Linked DNA regions of Danio rerio: regions 2 and 3 are each linked to region 1. The links are chromatin contacts, called in public Hi-C maps. All regions are on one chromosome and are shown on one strand. Each heading gives the region's core, a stretch centred on a gene start, on an enhancer-like site or on the middle of the called end of the contact. The rest is flanking DNA. Distances are from core to core; before and after follow the strand shown.

Region 1 (3,303 bases), core at 535-3,034:
TTCTTAAAAGGGCTGGACAATTAATCGAAAAGTATTCAGAACCTATAATCGATCAAAATTTCAGGTCAATTTTTTTCAATTACTTTCCCTACCATAGTCATGTGACCCCGTGCCATTAAGGCTGATTTAAACTTCAGCGTAGAATGCATGGGCAATGTCCGGCTCAGCCTTTGCGTGGTCACATACCTGCACACCTCTCAAAAAATATACCTACACATCGCACAATTGCACTACATTGAATACGACTGTAAGCTGCACCAGAGATGCTTTCAGATGGCTTTTTTTTTTCTTTTATTTAGAAGAGATACTGCTTATTTTCTACTTTTATTATGAAAAACGTTGAATATAGTTAATTTTGTTTCCAAAAGTGCAAGTTATTTATTTGTGACTGTTTCAGGTTTTGTAAAAGTGTTTTCATTCCAGTTGTTCAACGTTGATGTTCAATAAATAATCATAGATAGTGGATAGTGTGTGGTTCCTTCAATTATTTTAAAATCAAGTAATGGGTGCATTCAAAAATCTCACATGTCAGTGAACTATGAGGCCAAAAAATGTAAATAAATAAATAAAACAATCGCTCATAAATTGTAATTAAGTTAAAATCGACAATTAATATAGATTTTGATTTTAGGCCAAATCGCCCTGCCCTAATTCTGAACCTAAAATTAAAACTAAACAAGTTACCCAACACAAGCCTGCACCCCGTAGTCTATACCAGGGGTTCCCAAACTTTTAGCCCGCGACCCCCAAAAAAACAATGCCAGTAACTCGCGACCCCCAATATCTTCTGAGGTGGATATAAATACAGAAACCTTGCATGCGATTGCGCGCACACACACCATTAGTCCCAAGTCTGTTCTTCGTTGAATTTTTTTTCATTGTATGTCAGTGCTGTAAATGTGCCAGCAAGTTTAACCCGGTGTTATAAAATCAATCTGCTGCATCTGACATTATTGCTGTGTTTTTAATATAATGTAAATACCCCAGGGGTCGCAATCCAATAGAACTAGTAACTATAAGCTAATATAGTAACTATATCCAGTAGTATATAGTGACTATAAATGACTATTGTTTTCTTTTCAATAGACTATGGATAAAATATAAAAATTCTTCTGGTTTAATAAAAATAAATAGATTTTTGGAAATCACCAGAAGACCCCCCCTTCATTGTCCTGTGACCCCTCTTGGGGCCCCGACCCCCACTTTGAGAACCACTGGTCTATACAAACAGAGAGAGTAATGCACACAGATATGAAAGTGAGAAAGTTCATGTCACATTTCAAGTGTCAGGGTGGAGATGACACTTGAGTCACACAGTTTATGTTCTTGAAAGCGTGTGAATGTGTGTACAGGGATCAGCTGAACCCTAGTAACCTGAGCATGTGCCTGCATAGTATCTCCTGCATGTCGTTTGATTCATTTGGATTGTGCCTGAGAACAAACTATTAGCAAGAAGAATGAACATTTCTAGTGCTTGCTATTTTCAGCCATTCCTGCTCAATCTTTTGCTTCAGAGCAGGCGGCCCTGCAGTTTGTACCAATCTGATAATACTAGCTCTAGAGCTAACGCTAATCACTCTCAGCTGTGCCGTCTGCATGAGCTCCAGCACAACCTCGTCATTTGCAGAGAAAAATAGACGGAAATCTAGCGAAAGAATAAAAGAAAGAGTCCCGCTCTGATTACAGCCCTATGTAAACTTTCATTCCGCGCCCACATATGCTTCCATTTAAAGTTTAAAGACACATACCTACACATTAGTGCTTTTCGCTCTAGGAAGCCTCACTAGGAAAGACTCTTTTCCCATTTTAGCTACCCTGGAACGCACCCAGCGTAGGATGGATGGAGCTTTTTGGAGTTTTGCCTTTGGCTGGACCACGGTTTAAAATACTAGTGGTTAAATCTCCACCACAAGGGCATTCACACTGGGTGTGTGTAGAGTAAATCTGGCAGTGTGGGTCACTTAGATTTGTTTTAGGATGGCAAAGGATCTTTGAAATGGTTAGCATGGAGTTTTCACTGATCACAGTTAGCACGAAGTACAGTCACTGGATCACTGGGGAAATGCCCACTAACAGTGGTAGATGTTGGCAAAAGCAGTTTACTATTTTTTCACTGTTAACAGAGGTAAAGGAAATGTTTTCCACATGTTTTGCGTGTATACATTTAGATGGCTTACACAGCTTGCACCACCTGGTGGCCATTTTTTCAAGTTGATCATTTATACAGGAGCATGTTTTGATATTTTGTCAGTAAGTGATTAATGTAGTTATACTGTAGATGCATTCAGAGCTTTGCTTACTGAAATATTCAATATTTTGTTATATGCAGTTTTAGGAATGGAACTTCACATATACAAGATTTAATGAAGAAAAATATAAATATTTACATTGCAATAATTAATGTACAATAAAATAACTACATAAACGAGCAAAACTTATCAGAAATGCTATGTAGCAGTTATATTCTGTGAATATAGGTAATATATTTCGGTGCATTTAAATAAAAAAAGATTTTCCAATTTAAAGGGCACCTATTTTACCTTTTTCAAGATTTAAGATAAGACTTCTGTGTCTCTGGAATGTGTTTGTAAAGTTTTAGCTCAAAACACCCATCAGATTATTTAGTGTAGCCTCCAGAATATTGGAATTTTCTGCTCTGAACGCAATGTAGCTGTTTTTGTTGCCTGTGCATTTAATGCTAGTTCTCCCCGCCCACCGTTCCCATGTGCCTGTCAGAGCGTGCCTCAATCTCCACCTCGGCTGTGTTAGATAAACGGCACAGTGACAGACATGAAGGAAGCAGATCTCACGTAACGTTTGTGAGAAATACTGCAGTAAGAACGTTCCCAATGATTATTTGATGTATTTGTTGTGGTGATACTTCAAGCCTTTCTGCAACGATGAGTCACACACAATGTCGTTACTAAATACATGCACACACACAGATGGTGGACAAACACAAACACACAGCACACACGTTTAACTTTGCAGTTTTTGCATGGCAAATGTGACAGGATACAGGTTAATATCCACTGCTGTATGGGTATCTGTTATGTGAATGTACAAAATAACCCTGATTTAACGTCAACAAACTGTGATTGAAGCATCTTTTTTTATAATTGTTATGACACACGGCTGTGGTGATGAAGTAAAGCTAAAGTAAATTGCTGTAATTCATGACAAACATGCACTGTTTTAAAAACATTTTAAACTTGTAAAACTCATTCCTCATCACATTTGATGATGATTACAGAGAGCTGAACAGATATTTTAATCCCAGTTGCTTTGTGCACGTCCTGTCTT
Region 2 (3,303 bases), core at 314-2,813, 160 kb before region 1:
TCATAGAAACCACCTAAATAATCTTTCACACAAACTTTTTAAAACAACATTACAGTGTTGTGGTGGAAATGACACTGATACTGTGCCACAGCTATATCTTGCATAAAAAATAATATTGATAATAGTCTCACTTGATAATAGTCTCACATTAATAACTATAAAATATTTAAATTATTTTACAGTGCTTAATTAAGATACATTAATAGCTACCAGATAAATAATATTTTAAAATGCTATTTTCATTGTTAAAGTTTAAAACTCTGGGAAGTGAAAACAGTGATTTTGACACCTAAAAGGAGGTTGAATAATATGAAAAAAATATATAATAGGTATACATTTTTTAAGTAGGTTTTATTGTTAGTTTGACAATGAAAGGGAAATTTGAACAAAATTATGTATATTTTGGATAAATGATCAAAGAAAGTAGAAGTGCCCGTAGTTAAATTATTATATATATATATATATATATATATATATATATATATATATATATATATATATATATATATATATATATATATATTAATGTGCCCTCAATGCCCCTGTGATGCAGCAGAGGGAGCACTTGTGTCAAAATAGAAAAGCTCTGCTATCACAACACTCCCTGTAATTTTGTGCAGTATACAGTGACTTGAATACAGACTCAACTCCACAGATGAATAGGGAGAGATAACTCTAGGTGCATGTTTGAGGAGTGCGTCAGCAGATCAGCAAACGTTCAGTTAAAACCTCATTTGGCATGTAACTGGGGGCTTGTTATCACATAGGTTGTCAAAAAAAACTTTTTTGTAAAATTATTTTGTGAATCATTTAAAATGATACATTTAGGCCAGCGATGCTCAAATATAGGGCCCGAGGGCCAAAGTTTATGGTTAACCTATGGTAAGCTATGATGTTTATTGTATTCAGCATATAACTTCACTGTGTAATAAATGTGATTGTTTATGTTTTTATTGCGTTGAGTTATAATTTTAGGAAAGTTATACTGCAGTAGTTATGGTTTAAAGTAATGTTTCTATTTATTTTGATAATTAAATAGATTAGGAAATATAGCAACTTTATTGTAATAAAGTTTGGTATATTTACCTTCGGCCCACAGCTCTCAATGGTATGTTTTTTAGCACTTCATACGAAAAATATGGGCACCCCTGATTTAGGCTATATTTTCAATTTATAATCCATATATTATAGGCCTAGTCTACACAGAAGAACAGGTTGCGTCCCATGTAATTAATTGGGACTCTATAAGGAAGTGGTGCAGCTTTTATTATGCTAAATGTAGTGTTTGAAAGATTTGTCGGTTGTTCCTAAAGCACACGGAACTTTGCTCCATAAGAATTGCATCAGAGGTTGAAGAGAGCAACGCAAATAAAGCATGTCATCAGGACACGAGAAGTGAAGAATTCCGCCATAGCTCCTCTTTTAATAAACTTCTCCTCGCTGAGGCACTTGAGCAACTTGAGTGGAAGCCAGACTTGTATAAACGCAGCTGATGTCTGAGGGCTGAGAGGGGGAAAGAGGCGCCCAACCCATTTCTTTTGTGCTGAAGCGCCTGTGATTTCATTGAGCTTTTCCCGGGCTGCTACTATAATGGGCTCCCTCGCTTTCAGTCGCTCTTGTATCCGCGACTTGTTTTCGGCTGGTTAAACTAGAGCAATCTTCTTAGTTGGCAGTAGTTTTGAAGCTTGGGGTGCTGGAGAAGAAATTCCTCGCCGAGCATCCGGACGGGTCCCAATGAAAATGCACGGGAGAAACAGGTACAACCTGGTGGACGATGTGGCGGATTCGCGGGTCCCGCTTCACAACGAGGAAGCGTATCAACACGGAATACACTTCCAAGCCAAGGTGAAACAGGCTCTTTTTCTGTAAACGTCACTATTGTCATTTTTGCTGATTATTCTGCCAACCGATACTTTTGTGCAGTCATTTGTATGCAAGTGAAATGGGTCATTGACTGTGTAGCTGAGGTGATTTACACATCAGAGAACAAGTCAGGATCATGTTTTGGGAAGCAGCAATGACATCAGACACCAGGCTGCACTAAAACCACCGACATAGACATTAGGATCAATGACAAATTTGAAAAACAGAGAGGAAGAAATGTATTGCATAACCTTTTAAAACTCATAAGTTTTTAAAAATATAAAATTTATGTTGCTTTCATATTTTTATATGTAAGCTTTATACTTCAATATATATATATATATATATATATATATATATATATATCAATATATATCAATATTATAACAATATTAGTTTCTTTACTTTTCATAATGAGATTAAATATATATATATATATATATATATATATATATATATATATATATATATATATATATATATATATATATATATATATAATTGAGTTAACTAATATTATTAGAAGACATGGCATGCTTTTTGTGTGTTTTACATGTTTACAACCATCCTGATTGCTGATTATGAGTTGGGCAAAAATTTAACCTATTTTCAATACAGTAATATCAAATAACCAATTGAGTCAATCACCCCAAAATTAAGATTTATTTGTCATTTACTCAAAGCTTATTTTGTCTGTTGCATAATATAACATGTTTTGAAAAATGTTGATAATCAAAACAAAAAGAAATACATGGAAATCAATAGGGCTGCACAATAAATCATTTCAACATCAATATCGCAATCTGATATTTTATTTGAATGCAAATGCAAACACATGAATTTGCATGTGTTTTTGATGCCTGTGATTGTATAGTGATTTTAAAACCATTCACGTGTAAAAAATTTACCATTTGTGACTTTAACAATGATTCATTTTATTGAATTATTTATATTTTTATCATTCAGTTACTGCACTTGTATACGGTTAGACTCAGGAAATGATAAAACACTTTATTTCAGTTTCAGTTTTTTTTTATTGCATTTATAGACTGTTATGCATAAAAATACTCACAACACATGCAAATACAAAAATGCGCTACAAATAGCACAGACCACAATTGGAATGTGTCGGGGGACCCCAAAAAGTTTATAGACTATTTATTAGATTTTATGGAGATGCAAATAATAAACATTAAATCATCAATCTTTGACTAAACACATGCATGAAAATTCTCAAAACACATTCAAATACAGAAACACATTGCAAATAACACAGACCACAACAAAAATGTATAAGGGGACCCCAAAAATTTGGAAGATTGTTTATTAGATTTTATGGAGATGCATTCCACCTGCAGAATCATCCCAAACGATCTAAAGTTTTTATATTTTTTATATTTTATATATATATTAAATATTTTTCGAAATTGAGATATTAAG
Region 3 (3,303 bases), core at 583-3,082, 150 kb after region 1:
AATCTAATAAACAATCTATAAACTATTTGGAGTCCCCCTGACACATTTTTATTGTGGTCTGTGCTATTTGCAGAGTATTTCTGTATTTGAATGTGTTGTGGGTATTTTCATGAATAACAATCTATAAATAAAATTAAGAAAAAGATACAATTGAAATAAAGTATTTTATCGTTTTTTGAGTCTAAAAATATTTAAGTGCAGTAACTGAATGATAAAAACTAAAGTAGTTAAGGTCACAAGTTGTACAATTTCTTATACCTGAATGCTTTTAAAATCATTATACAATCACAGGCATCAAAAACAAACTCAACATAGCATAGATCCTGCTATGTGACTATTGTGTAATACTGATCATGATATCGATGCTGAAGCAATATATTGTGCAGCCCTGATCTAAAATATCTTACTTTGTATTCTGAAAATGAATAAAGGTCTTGTGGAGTTTGGAACAACATGAGGTTGAATAATAATCCTTTCTTTTTATTTTATTTCTGGGGTAAACAAACCCTTTAAGAATGTCTGGTACAGCTCTGAGACTGCGCAGCACCAATACAGTAAATAACATTGATTTTTAAAAATCTTTCTCCAAAATTAACAAAAATCAAAAAGTCAGAAACCATAAACTTTCATTAATATGAAATGATGACAAAATTATTTGATAAACTGTCCCCATAAGAACCTTACACTCTCATTACCAGTGAGAATTATAAATAAAAATCTGCCCTCATTGAATAGATATTAACGGAAATATATACCATATTATATAATATTTTTTTTATAAGTATAAAAATTTAAAAATATTTATAGAGTATTGAGGATGGTATCTATCTAGCATATCTGCTCAATGTGTGTTATGTTTCTGCCTAGAACTGTTAAGAGGCCAAAATTGCTGTTTCATTCGCCTAGTCAGTTGATGGGAAAAAAAAACATTCGTCCCGTACCAACACCTCCATTACAGCAAGGGAAATATACAATAATTGATATAAAAAAACATGATTCTATGAATCAAATTTTCACTAGAAAACTAACTTCAACTGAAGTCCGAAACGACGCAGAAAACAATCGCGTTAATATGAATGTAATGCAAACAATTCATCTGAATTAAAACATAATATCTAAAACAAAACAAATAGTTTTTCCTCTTCGTCTTCGGTGTTTATTATGTTCATAAACACACAGCAGTCCTCAAATACGTCACGGTGAACCACCTAAAAGCTGTTTAACATCACGATCTTGCAGAATAAACAGGCCATATTTCCACTCGGTCTGCAAGACACTATTCATACGCTGAGTCGACATGATGTTATCATATCAAACAACAGTGACAGTCCGATTTAGCAAAAGGAAAGACAGAAACAGATATTTACCTGTCATACAGAAACAAAAATATCGCTCATAGATAGTCATTTTAGGCCAATCGGAGGTGTTTGTAACAGTGGTGGGAAGCAGTGTAACGTTACTACTAAGCAGCATCCATACTGAATACAGCAGAAGCGTGCGTCACGGCTTTGACCACAGCCAATGAGCGCATTTCGTTCTTTAGCATGATCAAATAATTTTTTATTTACTTCGATTATAAAATACACATACTGCTTGTTTTACACGTTCATTTATCGTATAGAGTGTTTATTATTAAATTTACGCCGTTTTTGTTTTGTTTTTCTGTATCGTGTCATAGAAGCAGCTGATCTAGAACCAGTCTCATCATTCCGCTTTTCGCCGTTCAACGGCTGTACAAAAAACAGGCAAGCTGATCTGAGATCAACTGTTAAGACGACAAATGTGATGCCAGCGAGCGGAAGTTTCTAGAGAATGAGGTCCGTCACTAAACATAGACCGCCACCGTTGCGTACAGACGGACGAGGGGTAACGTAACGCTTATCAGTAAATAATTCGACGAGTTTTAAAAACAAGTCATGCCACCAGGTAAAAATTTTAGAAGAAGGAAAGAGGATTCATCCGACGAGGAAGATGATGAAACAAAATTCGTAGTCAGGTAGATATATTCAACACATTCAGGCCAAACAAAGTAAACACAGCTGTTGTAAACCGCTTGGTAAAACGAGCAGAAAAGATTAATGCAGCTGACTTGTTTAGTTTGTACATGCATTCAGAGAGGACAGAAACCTATTGAATGTGAAAAACTATTTAAAGATGTTACTTTTATTATATGTTTACCCAGGTCAAAACTGGATGAAGCCAAGGAGCTACAGAGTCTGCGAAAAAGGCAGCATGGAGTGAGGTTGGTCATGAGCTGCTTTGTGGTTGTTACTGTTGGTGGTGTTTACATTTTTCTTTCTTTTCATTGTGTAATTAAAGTGAGAATAATAAATGCTATTTTCCATTCTGTTTGTCCAGCATTGCAACGTTACTTGTTGGAGAGAAGCTTCCTTTAGAGGCTGAGCTTGAGGTGTTTTATTATTTTAATCAAACTACATTTTGCACTACAATACAAGCCTTGCAGTGTAACTTTGTTCTTCTCTATGAGCTAATAGAGGTTTGACATTTTGTCCCTCCATGTTTATGTCATAGGATGACCCATTTAAACTGAAGACTGGAGGTGTTGTTGACATGAAGAAAGTGAAAGACAGAAGCAGAGACATGTAAGAATTAAGTAAACATGTTAGCTTTTCATTTCAAGATGTCTCTATATTTGCATCTTGACACTTCCTCTTTTGTTACAGGACAGTGGATGAAAATGACCTCAATCTTGGTACATCCTTTTCTGCCGAGACAAACAGAAGAGATGAAGATGCTGACATGTAAGTGCATGCTTCTACATCACATACTCTCTGCATTGCTGGTTTTGTCACTATGTTTAAAGCCTCTCCCATCATGCATCTCATTTCACGCAGGATGAAGTACATTGAGACAGAGTTAAAGAAAAAGAAAGGCATGGTGGAGGCAGAGGAGCAGAAGGTAAAGGTGAAGAATCCAGAGGACCTCCTGTATGAGCTTCCAGAGAACATCAACGTCAGCTCTGCCAAAAAGACAGAAGAGATGTTGTCCAATCAGATGCTGAGCGGAATTCCAGAGGTGGATCTGGGGATTGAGTGAGTAAAGACACAAGCTAATTCATGGACATCAGTTATTGTTTTCTCTAGACTGGTGGCTCAGAACAAACAAATGATTGATGTCAACCTAAAAGCCTCTTTTCTCTCTTTCTTCTCAGCGCAAAGATAAAGAATATCATCAACACAGAAGAAGCCAAAGCAAAGCTGCTAGCTGAGCAGAGGAATAAGAAGAAAGACAGCGGGACCTCCTTTGTTCCCACAAACATTGCGGTCAATTACGTCCAGCATA

The links. Hi-C and Micro-C count contacts between places; a contact is called where the count stands out from the background.
Region 2: a contact with region 1 is called in a Hi-C map of an unstated tissue, with 4 times the contacts expected there. The contact joins the promoter of si:dkey-34e4.1 here to the enhancer-like site in region 1. A contact is called at or near these places in 1 of 18 Hi-C or Micro-C datasets (an unstated tissue) and 1 of 4 datasets of contacts at active chromatin or transcription factors (embryo).
Region 3: a Hi-C map of fibroblasts shows a contact between it and region 1, with 4 times the contacts expected there. The contact joins the promoter of zgc:103692 here to the enhancer-like site in region 1. A contact is called at or near these places in 2 of 18 Hi-C or Micro-C datasets (fibroblasts and an unstated tissue) and 1 of 4 datasets of contacts at active chromatin or transcription factors (caudal fin).

What each region holds. Positions count from the first base shown.
Region 1 is chr5:34,069,297-34,072,599 of GRCz12tu, reverse strand. The region is part of intron 1 of garnl3 (GTPase activating Rap/RanGAP domain like 3); the gene reads left to right. All of the region lies in intron 2 of LOC141385840 (membrane-spanning 4-domains subfamily A member 4A-like), which reads right to left. Among named protein-coding and RNA genes, the nearest start is that of garnl3, 12 kb to the left of the region's middle. Within about 2 kb of position 1,784, at least 6 of the 62 cell types and tissues checked have an H3K27ac peak or open chromatin away from gene starts, as enhancers often do.
Region 2 is chr5:34,227,144-34,230,446 of GRCz12tu, reverse strand. si:dkey-34e4.1 reads left to right here and starts at 1,563. Exons shown (of 12, transcript XR_012406925.1): 1 at 1,563-1,845.
Region 3 is chr5:33,918,340-33,921,642 of GRCz12tu, reverse strand. zgc:103692 reads left to right here and starts at 1,832. Exons shown (of 9, transcript NM_001005945.1): 1 at 1,832-1,996; 2 at 2,183-2,242; 3 at 2,359-2,410; 4 at 2,533-2,603; 5 at 2,685-2,762; 6 at 2,856-3,053; 7 at 3,173-3,303. The coding sequence starts at 1,917. It also overlaps a transcript of usp20 not described here.